Linked DNA regions of Mus musculus: region 1 is linked to region 2. Evidence: chromatin contacts called from public HiChIP or PLAC-seq data. All regions are on one chromosome and are shown on one strand. The core of a region is the stretch at or near the end of the contact, and the rest is flanking DNA. Distances in the headings are between cores, read along the strand shown.

Evidence for each region. HiChIP or PLAC-seq counts read pairs in DNA pulled down with a chosen protein or histone mark.
Region 1: a contact with region 2 is called in an H3K27ac HiChIP or PLAC-seq map of T-cell acute lymphoblastic leukemia, with 3 times the contacts expected there. The contact joins two enhancer-like sites. A contact is called at or near these places in 1 of 15 datasets of contacts at CTCF or cohesin (the NIH/3T3 cell line), 2 of 115 datasets of contacts at active chromatin or transcription factors (T-cell acute lymphoblastic leukemia and cardiomyocytes) and 2 of 9 other capture datasets (adipose tissue and embryonic stem cells).

What each region holds. Positions count from the first base shown.
Region 1 is chr3:138,873,174-138,879,290 of GRCm38.p6, forward strand. All of the region lies in intron 2 of Tspan5 (tetraspanin 5), which reads left to right. Among named protein-coding and RNA genes, the nearest start is that of Tspan5, 130 kb to the left of the region's middle. Within about 2 kb of position 4,053, at least 65 of the 459 cell types and tissues checked have an H3K27ac peak or open chromatin away from gene starts, as enhancers often do. A contact at or near this core is called in T-cell acute lymphoblastic leukemia, where this site is marked.
Region 2 is chr3:138,539,848-138,545,288 of GRCm38.p6, forward strand. The region is part of intron 2 of Eif4e (eukaryotic translation initiation factor 4E); the gene reads left to right. Among named protein-coding and RNA genes, the nearest start is that of Mir1956, 16 kb to the left of the region's middle. Within about 2 kb of position 2,579, at least 35 of the 459 cell types and tissues checked have an H3K27ac peak or open chromatin away from gene starts, as enhancers often do. A contact at or near this core is called in T-cell acute lymphoblastic leukemia, where this site is marked.

The sequences.
Region 1 (6,117 bases), core at 2,803-5,302, 330 kb after region 2:
CTAGGTTTGGGGCTCAGTGGACAATTCTAGGCATGCCTACCATCACATCCACCTTTTCTACTTCTAGAGCCCAAACCGTTCCTCTAGAAGGACACCCTTCCGCTCAGTGTGGATTCGGCCACACACCTGGTCAGTGTCCTTCACTTCCTCCTCCTCCTCCTCCTCACTCAAGCCTTCCTCCTTCAGCCTTCCTTCTCCCTCTGTGAATATGAAGCTGTAACTTGAAAAGGGCTGGAGTGGTCCCGTGAACACTGGCTGCACAGGCCTCAATCGATCGTTCCAGTGGCTGTCACTAATGAAGGCCACTGGAGGAGTGTTGATTGGGTGAAGGACGCAGCTCAAGTCACACCGTTAGAATTCTCCTTTGAGATCGACAGGCACTCGTTCAGGTGATGTGTACCCTGGGGTCGGGCATCCTCTCCGTCATCGGCAGCATCCTTTCCTTTGTCATCCCTCCATGTCTTTGCGAGCCCGGGAGCTTAGTTGGACCTTCTGTTTCCTTACTGAGCCCTTGCTAGGTGTCCCCACATAGTTCAATCTCATGCACAAACCCAGTGTGGTTTCTCATCCATGGGGCTCTCAGAAACCCATCCCAGCTCCGGGTTGCAGTGCCTCACTCTCTCTTCTGCTCACTTGATCCTAGGAACTCATACTCTGCTGCTTTTCTTCCCTCATAGCCTTGCCAATTCCACCTCTGCCCTGAGACCACCACTGCAGGTATCTGCAGAGGCCAGAAGAGGCCCTTGGATGCCCTAGAAATGGAGTATGGATTAGCTGCTTGATGTGGGTGCCGAGAACTGTACCCAGGTCCTCTGCAGAACAGTCTGTGCTCTTTACTGCCAAGGCCTCTCTCCTGTCCCTGAATGGCACCTGTTAGTGTGATGATCGAGAAATGCTCTCCAGGGGCTGGAGATGTAGCTCGGGTGGCATAGTGGTTCCCTGGGGTTCTCAAGTCCCTGGGGGCCATCTCTGGTACATAATCCTGATATGGTAATCTATACCTTTATTCCTATCACTCTGGAGGTGGATTTGGGAGGGCCATGAGTTAAAGGCAGTTCTTGGCTTTGTAGTTGAGGCTACATGAAATCCCATCTCAAAGAAAGAAAAAGTGGGAAATGGGGAAACAAGAAAGAAAACATGTTGTTTACACAGGGCATCCACAGGGTGGTGGATGCCTGTAATTCCAGCACCTGGCAGGGTAGTGTAAGAAAGATGGTTATAAATTTGAGGTCATCTGAGGCCACATAACAAGACCCAGTATTAAATGCAGTGATAAGAAATATGATCTCTGAACCATTCATCAGTGAGGAGATGAACATTATTTTAAGCCCTGGCTATTCCATGGCCTCTCTCATTGAGCAACAGAAGTCAGTAGTTCCCTAAGATTTCTCGTGAATGGACTACTTTCACATTTCTTACTACATAAAAGGAGGTAAATTACACCTGGTTTGTTTCTGATATCTGGTATGAGTGACACAGCCTTTGAAATAGCAGGCTTGGAAGTTCTGGGAAATGGCCTCTCGTTTCTCTTGTTAAGAAGGGGACTCCGTATGATACCTTGTTTTGTTAGAGAATTAGGTGTTTTCCCTCGCCTGCTTTTGTCTGCTTTTCTGCTCATTATTACTTAGTTCCCGGCAGGCAGGGCAAGGGGAGGAGTGGCCTCCCTAACTGTTGAAAGGGAGAGTTTTATGGCTGTTAACAGGGGATGAGAGGACTCCACTTCCCAGAATAGGAAAGAGCCCTTCCTTGATCCTGCCTGTGCCTTTTGGATTTCCAGTCTCCCCTGCCTTCTCTAACACAGCCTCTGCTACTAGGCAGACAACTTCTGGGGCCGTGCTTGTTATTCAGTAGGGAATACCAAGGGGACAGGACTTACAGCTCAGTGGCCATGTGACCTAGATAGACATCCCTACAGGGGAAGGGAGGTTTCTCCCTTCAGTGATTTGGCAGGTTGACCTCTCTCACTTTCTGTCTGTTTCCCCACCTGGAGTACCCAGGTTATAGGTTTGTCATGAGAGTAAAGTAATGCAGGTCTCAGCAGGGTGGCTCTCAGGACTGGGCCTTCTCCACAACTGGCCCACCAGCTGCGTCCGTGGTGCCTAGCCACTGCCTACATGGAGCTTCCTGGTACAGAAGTGCCTGGGCTCTCCTCTCCTGAGCATCCGCAGGGCAGGTCCAGTCCCATCCAGACACCCTATTCTGTCTTCGTCATTTGTCACATCCAGAGACCCTGTTGACCAAGTTGTTTCTGCGTCTCAAGTCTGCTGACATGGCCTTCCATCTCCGAGCACATGGCAGCACTCTTGGATAGCTGCCCATAGCCTCTCCCTGTGGACAGGCTGTAGGCTGTCACTGGATCTTACTCTAAATGGCCAAGACTGATGGAGTCCTTGGCATCTCAACTTCAGACTGCAGACTAAGACAAGATACTACACTGTGGACTAAATGACGAATGATAGCCCTTGGTCCCTCACAGCCCTGAGAAGGATGGCCGTCTACATCAAGGCGCTGGCTGGTTCCATTCCAAGAGAAGACTGTCTGTCGTCCTAGTCTGCAGATGGGTGAATCCGCACTGCATCTGCACAGGGCAGGATGAGAGAGGCCAGGCTCTGCTCTCTTCCTCTTCTTACAAGGACCCCTGTCAGGGCATTGGGGTTCTAGTCTCATGGCCTTCTCCTAGCCTAATATCCTTCAAGATATCATCTTCAACAATTGGTGGTGATTATGTTTCAACATACTAATGGGCTGGAGAGGCGTTCAGTCCTAAACAGAGCTTCTATTGCTTTTTCTGTTTAAATATTCTGTTTAAGACTAGAATGTTCCTAAGTATATTTTCTGCCTTCTAAATAGATACATGAAAGAATCCAGCAAGCGGCAAGGAACACAGGGACCTTAGCATGTGGGGACACTTCTGTGTGGAGCTGTGTCTGCGGGACAGTCACTCACTCGTGGGGGCGGGGACTGTGTCTTCCCTACCTGTGAGCAATGCCAGCCTGTGGAACTTGGCCCAGCTGTCCTCCCAACAGCTGCTTGACTGCTAGATTCTGTATAGGCTTAAAAGATGATCGTAACCCTCTTCATCTCTTCAAAGATACCTCATGACGATTTTTTTTTTTTAATTTTGCAAGAAAGGATTACTTGAGTCACTCTGATGAACTTGCTTGACAAGGTAAAATGGAAGGGATCTTGTGCCTTTGAAGCAGTTGGCTTTCCTGCTTGTGAGCTTTTCTACTAGGTGTGAGCTAGGCTGCTCTCGCCCCATCACATCTCCTGACACGCTCTCCTGGCACTCTTCATCCCCTACCCCCTCTGGCCTCTGCGCAGTTCATCCATCCCGTAGATGGAGACTTGGGTTTTTACAAAATGACTGCCATGGCACATTCTTGGAGGGCCTTTGATGTGTTTCCATAGTCCCCTGCCTGGTCCTTCTGCGGACATCCTTCAGAAACACATTTCCAATTCTCCAGGACAACCCCCTCTATGGGGAGCTGCATGTTCTTTGAAATGTCGCACCCGCCATTGTCAGCAATGGAAATGGCTCCTTCCCTCGTATCCTGGGGAGGTTTTCAGGCCCACCATTACGGTAAGGCCTGGTGTGTGGGGCATAGGTGAATCAGGACCCAGTGTCAGAAATATCTCAGCGGAATTCAACTGGTCTGGGTTTGTACACATTTCATATGCCTGCCTCTCTGTTTCTCGTCCAGCCGTTGGAAGGAATCTGCTTGTTTATGAAAAGACAGGAGAGCCCCAGACCCCGGGGTGCGTTCCTGCTATTTTTTTGCAGTTCTTCTCTGTGTGGGTTGACAGAAGAAACTGCAGCCTGCCAGGTGGCACACAGAGGCTGCTCTGTGCTGGCGCTGAGGAAAACCACAGACACTCCTGAAGTGTATTGGCTTGGAACACACCGCAGCTTTGTTTGCCTTTTTTTGTTTCTGGCGCTTGCAAAAAGCAACTTCTTTGAAGAAGAAATTGTTACCCAGAACAGACTCCTCTCTTGCGGGAACCGTGAAGAAGATGCTGCTTCAGCAGCAGAGATGGCTGGGCGGATGAGGTGCTGGTGACGCGGTGGGGACGAAGGTTGGCGGATGTTTCCACCCTCTTACCGGAGCTTATGCGGACAGACTGGAGTTGAGCAACCATAAGAAGGTCACTGCAGAGTTCTGAGTCCAACCGCCACCATGTGCTGTCAGCTCCCTGGCTGCAGAAGGATCCAGCTGCTGCTTGGGCAGGGTCCCCTTGAGGCTGTGACTTCTCCGTCTTCTTCCTCCCGCTGTGCCGCTTCTGGGTACCCATAGAAGCTTTTACCTAGTCCTGCTTTTGCTCCCTCCTGGTTCTCCCCTCTGCCCTCCTCTGTACAAGCTTCTATTATTTTTACCCCCTACCCTGTCCCGCAAAGATCCAATTAGCGAGCTCCAGATACTTTTGCCTCACTTTGTGAAATCAACAGAGTGGCCTCAGATTTCCTTAGGCACCAGGCAGGGGAAGTACTTGGAGCAAGAGATTCCTCTCTGGTAGCGCGTGCGTGCGTGCGTATGTGTATACGTGCGAGTGAGAGCGAGTGTCTTAGGGTTTCTTTTGCTGAGACAAAATAGCATGACCAAAAAGCAAGTTGGGCAGGAAAGGGTTTATTCAGCTTCCACTTCCACATTGCTACTTATCACCAGAGGAAGTCAGGGCAGGAACTGAAGCAGGATCTTGGAAACAGGAGCTGATACAGAGGCCATGGAGGTGCACCGCTTACTGGCTTCCTGCTTCCTTGCTTCCTTGCTGTGGCTTGATCACCCTGCTTTCTTACAGAACCCAGGACCGCTAGCCCAGGGGATGCCAACTCCCACGTTGATCACTAAAGGAGGAAATGCCTTACAGCTGGATCTCCTGGAGTCATTTCCTCAGCTGGCTAACTGGGCTCCTTCCTCTCTGCTCACTCCAGCTTGTGTCGAGTTGACACACAAACCCAGCCAGAGCATCCTTCCTCTCAGATGTACCCGTGGATGTGGTGGCATCCCCTTGTCCTAACGTAATAGAGATGTGGATGATAGAGCTAAGCTGTCACTGGATTCTTTTCTGTGCCAGGTATTTCGCGCAGAGTGTTTGCATTTACTTGATCTATCTCGTTCTCATAATCACCTTATGGCATATGCTATAATTTCACGGATGTGTAAATTGAGGCTTAGGCAGGTGAGGCGGCTTGCCTACAATCACATAGGCAGTAAGCAGAGAAACTGAGATGCAAAACAATTTTGCCAGATGAAAGATAATAACAAGTGCTAATGAAGGTGTGGAAAGTGAACCCTTGCACAGTGTTGGTAAAAATATAAATTAGAAGAGCCGTTATGAAGAAAGGAATAGAGGTCCCTCAAAAAATGAATTAATCTATAAAGCTAGGAGCCATGTGAAATAGTATATAGAGATAATCCAAACATCTAAGAGGCTACAACAGGAGGATCACACTGAGTTCAAGCCCTGCCTGGATTGCACGTTGACTTTGAGGCCAACCTGAACTACATACTGACATTGCTTCAAATGAAGAATTAAAAACAGAATTGCCGTGTCTGGGGAGGGAGGTGGGTCAGAGGGCAAAGTGGTTACTGTGCACCGGCAAGGACCTAAATCCAGATCCCCAGCGTCCGTTAAGATCAGGACAAGATGGCACACACTTTTAAGTCTGGCACTGGGAGGTCACAAGATGCCAGGATCTCACTAGACAGTATAGCCAAAATGGTAAACTCCAGGTTCAGGAAAGGACTCTGTCTCTAAAAACAAACAAACAAAAATGATGGAGAAGCAGTTGACAAAAAAAAAAAAAAAAGTCTAGTGTCAACGCCTGTCTTCTACATACTTCCCACACATCAGGTTGGCACACATACATGCATACGTATACATAGCTCTGAAGAAAAAAAAAAAGACAAAATAACAAAAGCTGGTTGTCCAGTTTCTGGAGTGGCGATTTGTTGAAAACACTTGTTGCTTTCACGTTTGTAATGGACTGAGCTGTATCTCGTGTTTAGAGCAGCGCTTTATGTTATGAGTGATTCGGCTTTCCTCTCTTGCTTGCTGGGACAGCCGTAATCTGAGCTGGATTGCAGCATGAATATGAGGCAAGTTTAGGAATGTGTG
Region 2 (5,441 bases), core at 1,329-3,828:
GTAGCCACCACACTTGGTGTATGCCTGATTGAAGCTGGAAGAGTTGGTCAAAGAATTGAGGGTAGACAGAAACTATTGAGTTTTAGAGCATAGACTCTAGGCAGGTTAGGTCATTACTCCTGTGATAAGTTACTGAGATATGAATGATAATGATTCAGCTTCTGTAGTTTAAATTTATTTTCCCTTATGGTAAGATTAAAAGGACTAGTCAGTCAGACCACCCCAGAGCTTGGGAAGGAATCTTGTTTGATATGCCTCATCTGCTGCCTCTTCCCAATTCACAGCACTGAAACTGCCCATGGCTAACTGTAGTTGTCAGCTGTCCATCACTTGCATGCCAGACCCTTCTTTATTTTGCAATTAAGGAAATTGATGCTTAGAGGGAGTTTTAATCACTTAAATCCCTGTTCTAGAAAAGTTTCACACTAATTAAAATAAAAGGAATTGTCAAATAGGGACTACAACTGGATTTGGGCAATAGATTCCCTCTGTACATACTTTGTAATATTTCCCCCTAGTCCGTCAGAAATAGGTAGATCTGGGATTGCATGTGATGCTATTAGGAAAACTGTGTAGTGAGGGCAGGGCTTGGAAAACAAAAGTTGTTAGATGGAGCATTGCTTATAGCCACAGAATGATAGGTGAGCATTATAAATACATCAAACACTATTTCTTTTTCCTCTTTCGATCTTTAGTGTGGTGCTTGACTTCATTATCCATTATATTCCTCATCAATAAATAGTTCAGCTCCATATTATGTTCTAGCCATTCAATAGTTTATCAAGGCAGAAAAATACAGAATACAGGCCAGAAGTATTGAAGCTGCAGAACAGGAAAGAAGGGAGCAGGACAGCCACAGTAGAGTGACTTCAGTGCTGGGCTTTTTGCTCTGGGAGGGATAAAGTGATTCCTTCTAGTGGCTGGCTACCCAGAGGTATTAAGTACACATTATTCAGAGAGGAGAGGTGAGCAGGATGTATCATAGTTCTTTCCTCTTTTCAAAATCATAACATACGCAGTACAATCTCTACACATATAGCAATACCTCAAATATTCGAAGAATAGAAAGCCATGTGTCTTAGGGTTTTACTGCTGTGAACAGACACCATGACAAATGCAACTCTTATAAGGACAACATTTAATTGTGGCTGGCTCACAGGTTTGGAGGCTCAGTCCATTATCATCAAAGTGGGAGCATGGTAGCATCTAGGCAGGCGTGGTGCAGGAGAAGCTGAGAGTTCTACATCTTCATCTGAAGGCTACTATGAGGAGATGCACTTCCAGGCAGCTGGGATGAGGGTCTTAGAGCCCACACCCACGACGACACACCTGTCCCAACAAGGCCACACCTCCTAATAGTGCCACTCCTTGGGCCAAGCATATACAAACCATCACACCATGAAACCATACAATTAGTTTTGTTTGTTTGTTTGTTTGTTTGTTTAAGAAATGGTAAAGGAAGAGGTGGAAAGGTGGTTTGGTGGTATAGACTTCTACAATACCTGAGTTCAGTTCCCAGCATCCACATTGATACAGTTTGTAACACCAGCTCCAGGAGGGATCCAATGCCTCTGGCTTTGGGCACTGCATTCATGTGCACATAACCCATAAGTTTTGTTGTTTTGTTTTTAAAGAGGATTAAAGTTTATAATTCTGGAACCATTCCAGATACAAGGACATGCCAGGTCTGTAATAGAAATGCCCAAAGATTTGTCCCTGGTACATTCATTGAGAACTGACAGTGGTGGAAGGAAGGCTTTGCATCTATTGGTTCATCTGGACCCAGCAGTGATAGGTGCTGTAATACCCATCTGATGAAGAGAAAAAGAAGGTTCAGAAAATGTTACATTCTCAGAATTATACAAAATGAATGGCAAAGCTGGGGTTCCAGATGGCTGTAGATATGAATTGAGCCCAGCATATCCCACATAGTGGTGAAAAACTTGTGTTGTTGATAGAAGTCAGATTTAGTGAAGTGCACTTGGATGGTAGAGTCTCATCTGACCTCTGCTACCTAATCTTTTTGAGGCCAGCTTTTTTGAGACCTTGGCTCTAAAAAAAAAAAAAAAAAAGGTACTGCTTTTACAAATGACATGTACTCTGAAAAATGTATGTGACTGATTTTAGTAGATATATAATTACTGTAAAATGCAGTAAATGTTTCCAAATGTTTGCTTTACATTTCAATAGCTTAACTTCCCTGTCGACCATCACAAGTATGTAGACCAGCAGTAAATATAGTGTGCAGGTCGCACTTGGAGTTACTGCTTTGAATCTAGGAAAGCCATGTGCCAGGAAAGCCGTGGACTGAACGGAGGAATTTTGTACACTTCAAATGAAGATTAAAAGTTGTGTGATCTTCCCTAAAATGAAAGAGAAAGCCTCAGTTCTTTGTGGGATGGAGGTAGTAGTCACCAATCAGGGGCTTGGAGGGCAATATTCATTTCCAGAAAAGATGGTTTAAATGCATATTCACATTGCAAGTTGGTGACAGTTTGAATATTAAAACCTTATACCAGGTTTTAAGCATACCAGGATTTTGTGAACCGACACAAAATTGATGTGATGAAAGTGAGACTAAAATTTCATCACATTTATTAGAGAAAACAGCTGCAGGAAATACTTAGCCAAATAACATTAGGACTGTGACACATTGATAGTATTAACTTGTTGGTGTGATAGTTTTTTTACAGAATGTTGAGAAGGCTTGAGGTTTTGCAGCTAGCTGTTGGATTTGTCCTGCTCTTGCAAGGCTTTTCCTTTTTTTTTTTTAATTTTATTTTTTACAACTTTCTGCTGTTGGTACAGCAGCTTACTCAAGCACATTACTGAACATTGTATGTGACCCATATAAACTCAGCTGATCTAAAACCAGGCTACCCTTTGTGTTTGAACTGACGATATTTTTCTCTTCCCTTACTTGCCACTGATATTTAATCTCTTTGATCTGCTAGTTAGTGGCTTCCACTGCTTACCCAACAGCTGAGGCGTGCTTTCTTAGCTTGACATCCGAGGCCTTCACAGTCACTGCAGTATACCATCCAAACTCACCCCACTTTCAGGGACTTTGGATATGATCTTCTAGAGAGTAAACATAACACCATCCTATGGTTTTATTCTTCCTTAAGGTCTACCCTTGTGTAATGCACTTATTATTTTATTCTGTGACCTTTCAAGGGCAGGCTGTCAATTAGGCTAAAATGTGTTAGATTATTTTGAGAGTAGCCATCTATTAAGTTAGCCTTTACTTTTTGTCCAAATGATTCACTTTACTTTAAAACAACTTTTATGAATTACTTTTTAAATTTTATGTGCATTGGTGTTTTGCCTCCATGTACGTCTTTGTAAGGGTGTTGAATCTCCTGGAACTGGAATCACAGATGGTTGTGAGCTGCCTGTGGTTTCTGGGAATTGAACCTAGGCCCTCTGGAAGAACAGCCAGTCAGTGCTCTTTACCCTTGAACCATCTCTCCAGCCTTGGATACATCCAAGAAGTTTGAAGCTTGTTTTTAAACATTTTATAAATGCAATACAGTCCTAGCATCTGTACTCTGTAGGAAACAACCTTAAAAATAAGTTTGTATTTAGCTGCATGTCGTGGCATATAGTTTTAATTCCAGCATGCAGAATGCAATAGTGGGCACGTCTTCCAGTCCAGCCAGGGCTACCCTGTCTCAAAAAAAAAAAAAAAAATTTAAGGGCTGGAATGATGCTTTTGTGGTTAGGAGCACTGGTAGCTCTGCCAGACAACCTTGCTTCCCAGCACCCACACTGCCATCTGTAATTTTAGGTCTAGGGGACCTGATGTGGCTATTGTGCACATAAATATAGTGCACATACATATGTGCAGGCAAGACACTCATATACATATAAAGTAAATCTAAAAACTTTACATGGGATAATTTGTATCTCAATGCTAATTGTGGTTAAGTCTTTGCCTGATAACTGTTATCTGAATTGTCTTTAGACTTAAAAATCTTTTGAATATTTAGTCACTTAAATTCTTTACCATGCAATATTTGATTAATTGGTAGATTGTGAGCTTAATACATAGGCTCAAGATTGTGTTCTCTCTGAAGAGTGAAGTTTTATTTCTGGAGGCTGTTAGTCTATAGATAGAAGTCTTGACACTATCAAGATTTGTTTTATATTTAAGACTTAGACCTTACCCATAGTGCCATGACTTTTATTCCTATGATATGACTTTCTTCTGGTTTAATCTGGAAGCTGAAAGAGACTCTGACTATAAGGACTTGAATTTCCCCTGAAATTCAAATTTCACTGTGCCCCAGAGAATTTGACTGTGTTCTCTGTAAACTGCACAAAGTCACACTATGACACGCCCTCCGAGTCACCATAGGACCGAGGATCTATCTATGCATGGCTTTTTGTGGCTCACTTTTCTGCCCCTCATTCTGTCTAGTGCATTGTTAGCAAGTCCATCACCGCTATTCCCCTCTCCAAAACCATGGAGCCCCCACCTAGTGTGTGTCTGTACAGCACTGTGATTCTAAGCTAGTCAGGGAGAGCATGCTGTTCAGAGCACTCTGCTCTTTGAATACTTAAGTTGGCTACTGAGGACATGTTAATGATTTTACTCATTAAGGAGTTGACTATATGTAAATTTTAGGGTCTTGGTTAGTCTATATACATGTTTACATTTGTTTAGTTACTAAGTTCATAATTTATGCTTAAGTACCATGGCCGCTGGTAATCTAGTGAGCAAAATCAAACATAGTTAATGTGTTTGTGTATGTGAGGGTGGGGTGAATATCAAGAGAACTTGTAGGAAGGAGCCTTCTACGACGTGGGTGCCCAGGGTTTGAAATCAGGTTCACAGACTTGGTAGGGAACATTTAACCTGCCAAGCTATCTGACCAGCCTCTTTATTTTTAAGATGGTGTCTGTCTTAGTGTGTTTATTGTGGTGTATGCATGTAATGCTGTCTGTACCCATACCTGTTTAACGTAGTCTCAAAGCTAGCTAGCTTACAGGCCAGCTAGCTTACAGGCCAGCTAGCTTACAGGCCAGCTAGCTTTGAGACTGAGTGGTTCTTCTGCCTGTTTCTCATCTCATCTGAGAAATAACTGGACTCAGATGCTCGCCACCATGTTGGACGATATGTAAGTTCCAGGGATAGAACTTTGAACATCAGGTTTGGGTTTGTAGTATCTGATCCCTGAATAATTTTTATGGATGCAGAGAATAAAGCTTCTGAACATATTACAGGCTGCTTTAAAAAGTATGTTTTAAATTGAGTAGTTGAAGTCTTTTAGCACATACAGTACTTGTCTCGGGTCAGTTTAAAGCTGATAGATAGTTGCACTGGGAGTATAATTCAAGTGTTATCTAAGGCATACAAGAAAAGGCTTAGGTTTGATGCCTAGAGCCGAGAAGTCTATAAATTAAATAAAAATATTAAAAATGGAAGCTGAGAGATG